Regions from separate parts of the Mus musculus genome. Here regions 1 and 3 are each linked to region 2. A link is a contact called in public Hi-C data. All regions are on one chromosome and are shown on one strand. The core of a region is the stretch at or near the end of the contact, and the rest is flanking DNA. Distances in the headings are between cores, read along the strand shown. Region 1 has its middle 83 kb from the start of Gm34921. Region 2 overlaps Poc1b (POC1 centriolar protein B). Region 3 has its middle 83 kb from the start of Gm34983.

The links. A called contact is a pair of places that touch in the nucleus more often than the background predicts.
Region 1: a Hi-C map of liver shows a contact between it and region 2, with 4 times the contacts expected there. The contact joins two enhancer-like sites. A contact is called at or near these places in 4 of 484 Hi-C or Micro-C datasets (cranial neural crest, liver, nephron progenitors and 1 more) and 1 of 9 other capture datasets (adipose tissue).
Region 3: a Hi-C map of cortical neurons shows a contact between it and region 2, with 4 times the contacts expected there. The contact joins two enhancer-like sites. A contact is called at or near these places in 5 of 484 Hi-C or Micro-C datasets (the N1E-115 cell line, cortical neurons, group 2 innate lymphoid cells and 1 more) and 2 of 9 other capture datasets (adipose tissue and liver).

Annotation. Positions count from the first base shown.
Region 1 is chr10:99,352,424-99,355,333 of GRCm38.p6, forward strand. No RefSeq gene overlaps it. Among named protein-coding and RNA genes, the nearest start is that of Gm34921, 83 kb to the left of the region's middle. Within about 2 kb of position 1,643, at least 74 of the 459 cell types and tissues checked have an H3K27ac peak or open chromatin away from gene starts, as enhancers often do. A contact at or near this core is called in adipose tissue and liver, where this site is marked.
Region 2 is chr10:99,168,137-99,171,228 of GRCm38.p6, forward strand. The region is part of intron 10 of Poc1b (POC1 centriolar protein B); the gene reads left to right. Among named protein-coding and RNA genes, the nearest start is that of Galnt4, 62 kb to the left of the region's middle. Within about 2 kb of position 1,400, at least 79 of the 459 cell types and tissues checked have an H3K27ac peak or open chromatin away from gene starts, as enhancers often do. A contact at or near this core is called in adipose tissue, cortical neurons and liver, where this site is marked.
Region 3 is chr10:99,375,097-99,377,930 of GRCm38.p6, forward strand. No RefSeq gene overlaps it. Among named protein-coding and RNA genes, the nearest start is that of Gm34983, 83 kb to the right of the region's middle. Within about 2 kb of position 1,530, at least 25 of the 459 cell types and tissues checked have an H3K27ac peak or open chromatin away from gene starts, as enhancers often do. A contact at or near this core is called in cortical neurons, where this site is marked.

The DNA of each region.
Region 1 (2,910 bases), core at 393-2,892, 180 kb after region 2:
GACTGTTGTGGCTTTCTGGGCTCACGATCCCTGAGACTTGAGTGAGGGTCTCCCTTCAGGGGTCCAACAATGGTAGGTTCAGTTTAGCAGTCTGGATAATCTAGTTTAATTTGCATTTTTTTGTGATTTTTAAAAATATAAACCCAAAGGAAACATAATCTTTTCACAAAGCTGTCTTCCTTCCCCTGCCCAATAAATGACTCAATAATACATTTAATTGGGACCATCTTAAATTCTATAAATACCTAACACCCTCCTGTTCTTACATTTTAAATTGATCATATGGTTCACCCCCTTCTGGTTTCATACATGTTGTAGTTACCTGGAAGAGAATACTTCTTCTTTTTTTTTTTTTTTTTTTCATCTTTTAGGGTTAGAAAGGTTGTTAATCAGCACATACATAAATCTAAAAATAAAAACGAAATTAAAAAATAAAGTAAAAGAAATTCTTTTACCAGGAGAGTGACTGTAGATATTCTTAGCCTGTGATTTGGTAGACATTTGCCTTAACCCTGTAGTTTTAACTTCATGCTTTCTTTAAATGAAAAGTGAAACTTTACTTACAGACCTTCTAAGGACCCTTTAAGAAGGATTCCTTTGACCCCGTGTTTGGACAGAGCATCCCTACCCATCCAGGATGCTCTGCATCGTTTTGACTGCATCAAGCTACGTAAAGAACTGGACAGTGGATTTATTCTGCCTGATGTTGGGGAAGAGAACAAATTTTTTCAGAGACCTGAAACTCTCTCGACTGATTTCACCATTGATCTTATCTTGTTGCTTTTGTTTTCCTTTGACAGACCCCATAATCGTTGTCAAGAAGAAAAAATTCAAAAGGTAATCATCATGGGGGGCAACTTTAAAGCATTATAAAAAGAAATGAAACGGGTATCCTTTGTAAGCCCAGCCTAAAAAAGATTTGTATTTCCGACCAGGCATTAATTTACATAACGGAGGATGGCAGGATCTTCCTCTATGACAACTGTTTGTTTGTTTGTTTTACTGAAGAGAAAAAGATGTTACGCCAGTATGTTTAGCGAGAATGCTCCAGAATGGAGTGAAACACAACCAGGAATTTAGTGTCTCCATCATAAAAGGTCTTTGGAAGACCCGTTTCAGGTCTCGGATGACGTGCAGTGTGCCATGAAAGGAGTGTTCGGGAATCTGGAGAAGTGGAGGCTCCTTGGCCCGTGAATACCTGCCCACGTGATTTCCTGCCTGCCTTTCTCTTCCCAGGAAAGCAACACATTTGGCTTCTACAACATTATGATGCAAATAATCCTATTTTATAGCTTTTTGTTTAAGTGCACGGGCAGGCTTTGACAAGTGGCTGTGAAAGGGAGAGGTTCCTTGTGTTCTGGGGACTATGCAGTCTTACTGGTAACGCTCTCTCTGCCCCCTCCCCCATCTACCTGGGTACCCTCCTTCGCGGACCCTCCTCATTGTTTTTTTTTTTCCTTCTGCGTGGGATGAGGCACACCGAGAAAGCAGTTGTTGACTTTTGTCTCCTTGGCATTTTTCTTGAACCAATTAAATGAATGATGTAGCAAGTGCAATTGCCAGAGAGTTTAAACCCAGTAATGGCCCCAGTGGGTTACACAAGGCTGATCTTTGACCCTATAAAAAAGGCCACCATAAAAATCTGCCAGGCAATCCGGAAGCTGCCGAAATTCATTGCTCAATGAGTCATCTGCTGTTGTCAACCGGCATGAGTTAAAGACATGCGGAAACAGGTTATTTTTGTGGTAACTAAAGTTCAGCAGATGAACAAAAAGTTGCCATTCCGTTCTGAAGAGGAACAATTATGCCGTTTCAAAGCCAACAACCCGTGCATCCTCTGGGAATGTCTATCATTCAAATGTCTTTCCAGTCCTTCCAAGAACACAAGGATGGACAGCCTTTGCCATTTCTGTGCAGCTAGAAATAGAGGGTGTAGGAAGAGACTCCCGGGAAAGACTTGTTTCAAATTTTCTTTCCTTTTTCTGGGCATTCATTTCTTCATTTGTAAAACAAAGCGGGTTTTTTTTGTTTGTTTGTTTTTTGTTATTTTATGATCCTTCAAGGTCAGATCACTTGTGTTCTCTATGTTTGTGACCTGTGAACCTAGAGGCCCCAATGTAGTAAAATCTCACTCAGTGTTTTGCTAAGGACTGGATGAAAGGTCAGCTGTTTGTAATCTACTTTAATCAACAAGTACAATAAAAAATACAATAGCACTAAGCCACCTAACAATGAGATGCTTGAAGCAGGCTTTTTGATATATCTTTCTTTTCATACTCATATAAGCTCTTTAAAACCAGCAATTTGGTGACCTTCTATTAGATCATTGCTAACATTTTCAATGCCTTACATAGGGAAAAGTATTGACTTATTATTATTATTATTATTTGGAAATAAACCTTACATAAAAACTTTCCATAACCTCGTAATACAAAGTCTACAGACATAAAAGTAGTCTAACAAAATTCCCTTTCTTTTCAAAATGTCACTGTTATTATACGAATAGAGAATTTTCTGGGTGGAGGAATGACCATCTATAATTAAGGAACATCATCACAATCAGCAGCAGCAGCATCAACCTCCTCACCATCACCAACAGCAAAACAAAACAAAAAGAGTCGTCTGAACCTTTCTGATTCTGGAAACCTCTTTACGTTTTCTTTAAAGGCGTTGGAAATTCTGAGGCATCACTAAATCTATCCTATAGTAGTGTGAGAGTTATTTGTAACCTAGCTCCTGGCAAATGGGTAAGAAATAATTCCTTTATGTTAAAAATGTGGTTTATTTGATAGGTTTTGTGAGTTTGCAGAGTTATGAAGAAGTTTCAGGATTAAGACAATGAGGCCAGCATTCCAGTGATAATAGACAGCTTTCTCATAGCTCTAAATTGTCCATAAGCCAAGATCCCTT
Region 2 (3,092 bases), core at 150-2,649:
AGTCCAGGCTGGCCTATAGCTCAGAAATCCCTCTGCCTCTGCCTCATAAGTGCTGGGATTAAAGGTGTGCGCCACCACCCACAACTTAGCCTACTGTATTCATTTTATTATTTGTCCTAAAAGTAGATGAAGAAACTGAAGTCAGAACTCTCACCGTCGTTCTGTGGATTGCTAAAACACTGGATTCCTTATCTCAATCCTGAGCACAATGCATAGTGCAAATATAACTATGCCTTTCTTTAGAGTTAGAGACAGCATTCAGGTCAAATTAGTTATTTATAATAAACTGAGACTTTCAAGTTACATTATAGGGGGAAAAAAATCCCAGAATGTGCAGTTCTTTAAACCATTAGCCAAAATAAAGACAGGCCGCCCAGAGAAGCACAGCAAGTTGCTCCCGTGAGAAGGCCCAACAGCGCCCACCCTGGGCAGGGGAAGGAAGACAGCAGTGGACGGAACACATGTCAGCTGGAGAGTTCCCCTCATGTCCTGTATGGGGAATTGTCACGGAAATGTTGGTGGGGGCAGTGTTCCCAAAGAGATGATCAGTCACCTAGAGAAGGCAATAGAAGACTTTTCCCAGAGAAATCAGCCGTTAGCCTGAGCAGAGATGGGTAGGATTTGTTATTGTAGTTTGTTTGTGTGTTTTCAAACTGGAATATTTCAGGTAAGAATGCAAGTATGTTCCTTTAAAATTTTTTGAAAATGTGCACCATGATAATAAAATGCACAGTAATCTACTTCTGATCCCTCCTCCTTGCATCCTGTCTCCCCACCCCCACCCGCATACGGTCTCTCCTTGTTCCTCCCTCCCTGAGCTGGCTTGGAGATTGTCTTGCCTTAGCCTTTTTCCTTCACAGGTGGCACATTGGGGCCTTTACATTGCCTTACCAACAGGTGGCAGATATGGCCGAATCCTGCCAGGCTTCGCTCTCATATGCGTCCATGTCCCTCCCGCAATAAGTATTTCTTGAGGAACTGCTCCGTGGTCATTCCCCATTCTCAGCTTTAAAGAAATGAAAAGGAAGCAATAAATTAAAACCTGTCCAGAAAAGTTCAATTCTACATCCCACTCAGAGAAACAGGGAAGTCTCAGTTAAAAACAGAGTCTTTTTAGGATAGTGGATCAAAAACGCTGCAAAAGTGCAGAAAAGCACTCTGGGCAATAGCGAGAGGCTGCAGGAGTGTGGTCAAGACACCTGTCACATGGCAGGTGCCGCCTGAGTAAGTGCCGCAGTGGCACTGGGGGCAAGGACCTAGAAAACTAAGGAACTAATGGACTTCAGGCAGTAGTGGCTTGACACAGGCAGGAGCAAGGGAGGGTCAGAGATGGCAGGCTTCTGAAGATATTTTGAAGGCAGAGCCAAGAGGATTTCCTGACAGATTGGATGTCAGCTGTGGGATTCCCTATCTCCTCTCCCAGGGGACAGTAAGGTGTAGCCTTGCATAATCTCAGGGCAGCTGGGAATATCTTCTGCCTCAACCTCATTTTGACAAAGAGCCAAGGACAGAAAAATAATCATAGTTTTCTTGTCTTAGGTTCTGGAACCAGGGGAAGGAAATTCTCTGCCTTTTCTGTGACTTTGGGGAGTGCCCTGCTAAATGTCATTTAGAGTCACATTTCTCAGCAGAGCACGCTTGGTTTCTCTTTTGCAAAAGATTTTTTACATCAGCCTGTTTGAGGGAAGAGAGCCGTTGCCCACTTTCATGGACCATATGGTACATACTACCTATAAAGCAATGTTGTGTTGACACATCTGCGGACACAGGGAGAGTAGACTTGCAGACAGAATATTTCCACGGGTGTTGTGGCAACAGTACATCCTGGTTACTAGACAACATTGTGTAACTAGTTCAGAGTTATTTCAGTTCCTAACTGCTTATGTAAGCAAAGATTTGGAAGGACTTATTTGAAAGAACACAGTGTCTGCAAATTCAAATGTCCCTCAGCCAAAATGTACAACTTTGACAGCTTTAGATGCACGTGCAGGCTGGAGAGTATGTTAAGAGCACTGGTTTCTCTTCCAAAGTACCCGAGTTCAATTCCCAGCACCCACATTGACCACTAACAACTATCTGTAACTCCCGTTCCAGGGCACCCATCTTCTTCTGCATGCAGCGTAAACGTCCACACAGATAATATAAATAAATAGTTTTAAGAATAATGCAGGAGCGCCCGTAAGTCACGGGGCGCTGGCACCCAGCCTTCCTTCCCTCTCCCTGTACTACGTCCCCAGGCTTACTCACGGCGTCATTTGGAGAAGGTCAGGTTCTCTTTAAGGTTTTTAAACTTTGCTACAGCGAATAAGGCTGCATTTGATTTGTAAGTTTAGCACATATGATTTCTAAAAACCAAATATGTTGTTGGCTTACAGTAAACGGGCAGGTTGGTGTGTTTTCAAGCACTGTTTAGGTGGCTCTGCAGTGTCTGTCTGGGTGGCTCTGCAGTGTCTGTCTGGGTGCTCTGAGGTGTCTGTCTGGGTGGCTCTGAGGTGTCTGTCTGGGTGCTCTGCAGTATCTGTCTGGGTACTCTGCAGTATCTGTCTGGGTACTCTGCAGTATCTGTCTGGGTACTCTGCAGTATCTGTCTGGGTACTCTGCAGTATCTGTCTGGGTACTCTGCAGTATCTGTCTGGGTACTCTGCAGTATCTGTCTGGGTGCTCTGCAGTATCTGTCTGGGTGCTCTGCAGTATCTGTCTGGGTACTCTGCAGTATCTGTCTGGGTACTCTGCAGTATCTGTCTGGGTACTCTGCAGTATCTGTCTGGGTACTCTGCAGTATCTGTCTGGGTACTCTGCAGTATCTGTCTGGGTGTTCTGCAGTATCTGTCTGGGTGCTCTGCAGTATCTGTCTGGGTGTTCTGCAGTATCTGTCTGGGTGTTCTGCAGTATCTGTCTGGGTGCTCTGCAGTATCTGTCTGGGTGCTCTGCAGTATCTGTCTGGGTACTCTGCAGTATCTGTCTGGGTGTTCTGCAGTATCTGTCTGGGTGCTCTGCAGTATCTGTCTGGGTGCTCTGCAGTATCTGTCTGGGTACTCTGCAGTATCTGTCTGGGTGCTCTGCAGTGTCTGTCTGGGTGCTTTTCGGTGTCT
Region 3 (2,834 bases), core at 280-2,779, 210 kb after region 2:
CCTGGCCAAATCCTACGTGATGGAGCCTTTTTTTTTTTTTTTTTGGCAAATGGCAGTTATTGGGATTTGAAGACATATGGACTACAAACTGCCAGCTCATGTTTTAAATCAGGTCCCCCTGATGAGTTCCGTCCCTTTAGCCGTTCATGCCACAGGTGAAGTCATGTGGATGCTTTCTGTGGCCTCCTATTAATATCCCAAGGCCTGAGGCTCTGAGCAGCAGGATGTCTGTTCTCCAGCTGTTTTTTCAACAGGAAGAGGGGATCAAATAAACAATGCACACACAGTAGTTCACTCGAAACCGCAGGTAATCTGCAGCTGCAGCAAGAACAATTCAGCTTTGCCAAACAGGTTCACAAAGAGGCTGCATATTACAGAAGCAATGCAGAAATAGTCTCAGGGTAGTTGATGGTCTCTTTCCATCAGACTGCAGCCAACCTATAAACCCAGGATTGGACACATGAGAGCTAACTTTTGTTCATTTAAAAAAAATGTAATTATATTTGTGTGTGTGTACATGCCAAAAACCCAGAGATCACACTTAGGTTGTGTGTGTGTGTGTGTGTGTGTGTGTGTGTGTGTGTGTGTGTGCATGTGTACACATGTATATACTTAAGCTAGAGTCCTAGGGATCAAATTCAGGTTACCAACCATGACAGCAAATGCCTTTACATACTGAACCTTCATGCTGGCCTGTCTTTCAAGTGATTTTTAAAATGAAGTTTAAAAGTTTTCTCTGTCATGGAAAAGGAGTAATTTTGATGTAGACATGCAAAATAGTAGTATACTATCCTAGTTATAAGTAAGATTTGAATTTAAAATTTCCAACATTTCCAAATTGTCATACCCTTCGAAATAGGAGCAAACCATATGTAACATTAATGTGAAGCTCTTGCTAGCAAACACTGCCTCCCCGCCCCACACACTTGAGAATAGAGTATCATCAATTCAATATGTAAAAAACTGTGCCATGTGACAGACATATTTCTTGGTGATACAGAGCATAAGGGTAGATATGCAAGCTTCATGTGAAACATTTATTGGTTTATTGAAGGGACCAGAATGATGGATTCCCGGGTAAGTTCTAGGCTGGTAAGTAAATTTAGAGTCCGAAGCTCAGTCTTGTGCTTGGTGCACTCTTGATGCCTAACCTTTATGTGATACCATGTAGGGCCAAAAATGCACTGCTAGTTCATTGGCAAGAACCCGACTGTAATCCTTGGTCTCTATGACAGTACTTCTTAAAGAAGTATCAGAATACCTCTTAGTCATAACTCAGATCTAAATCCTGAACTGCCGAAATTCTATTAATGAATCATAAAAGGCCTCCTTCCCCCGCCCCCTGTGAACAAGGTGGGCATTTATTCATCTCAGCGATGCAGTCATTATCGTAGGGCCAAGTATGACTTAGAATAAGCTGGAAATTGGGTGAAACCAACCATCCAGCACCAGGGGCTTGAACAGTCATCGATGTTGTCAGTGAGTGTTCCTGGTAGTGAAAAGGCCTTCCCAAGCCAGTCAATCCTGTTTCTGTTTTTGACTGTAACCATGGAGACGCCCAGGCGCTTTTGCTATATTTAGTTAATTCATTGTGTTTAGAGACTGTTTCCAACCTCCTGGCGCTGTTTTTCTTATTATTTCTTTTTCTGTACTCCCCATGAACTAAGTAAAATATCAGCCTGAGGATTATCATCTGAGAAGCTGAACGGGTGTGTGAGTTTGACACAGAGGTTAAGGTTAAGGTTAAGAGGTTAATGCATTTGTACATCATGGGCCTCAATTCTGGGACTATTTTGAATAACCAAGATTTATTCTATCGATTTGAATTCATTAAGAAATCCAAGAGGGCTGACGATGTAGGTCACTGGTCGGGTGCTTGCCGAGTGTGAAGAAAGCCTTGGAATTAATCCCGGACACCATCCAAAACTGTCAACAAGGTTCAAATACGGCACATGTCCCCTCTGTTATAGTGTGAGAGCACAGGTTAGAGCTGCTAAGCATCAGGGTGAGAAGTGTTGTCCCTCTGGAGTCTGTCAACAAATATCAGTGGATAAGCCAGGGTATCAGAGATTATTCATTCCTAATTCTGCATGGATCATTCATTATATGAAAGAGGAGAAGGCTGAGTTCCTATCCTGGGAGGCACAAAGAGGAAACACCAAGACAAAAGTGAAATGTGATAAATGAATGTGAGCAAGAGCTGTCTGCCACGAATTCCCTTCTCTTCTTTGGGTTTCTTCTCTTTTTAAAAATAATTTATTTTATTCTATGTGTTGTATGAGTGTTTGACTTGCAAGTATATATTCGCACCATGTGCTTGCCTGCTGACCAAGGAGGTCAGAAGAGGCCATTCTTTGGAACTACGAGCTGCCATGTGGTTCTGGGAATTGAACTTTCGTCCTCTAAGATGAGCAGTAGGTGCCCTTAACCACTGAGCCATCTCTCCAACCCCTCTAATTTCCCTGATGGGGAAATAATCTCTCCTCTACTCATTAGCAGCTAAGCAAGGCAGGCACTGTTGGAGACACATTTCTTCATTTACGTTGAGTCTGCCCTCTCTGTGTAGTTACAACTCTGGGGAATTTTGCAGAGAGCCAAATGGAGTCACCGAGTCTCTGACATACTCTTGGAACTGACCTAAGTAAATGTTTTCATAGCACTGAACTGAACGTGGCAAGAACAATTCTTGCCCCTCGTCCCAAAACACATACTCTTGTTGAACTAAGACCTTCAATTGAGCATGCTCAGAAATGTACACTTTAACTTGAATGTGATAAGTACTTTGCCTACCTCTGCTTTCCTATGTGAGTGTGTTTTCTTCCCAGTCAAAATCT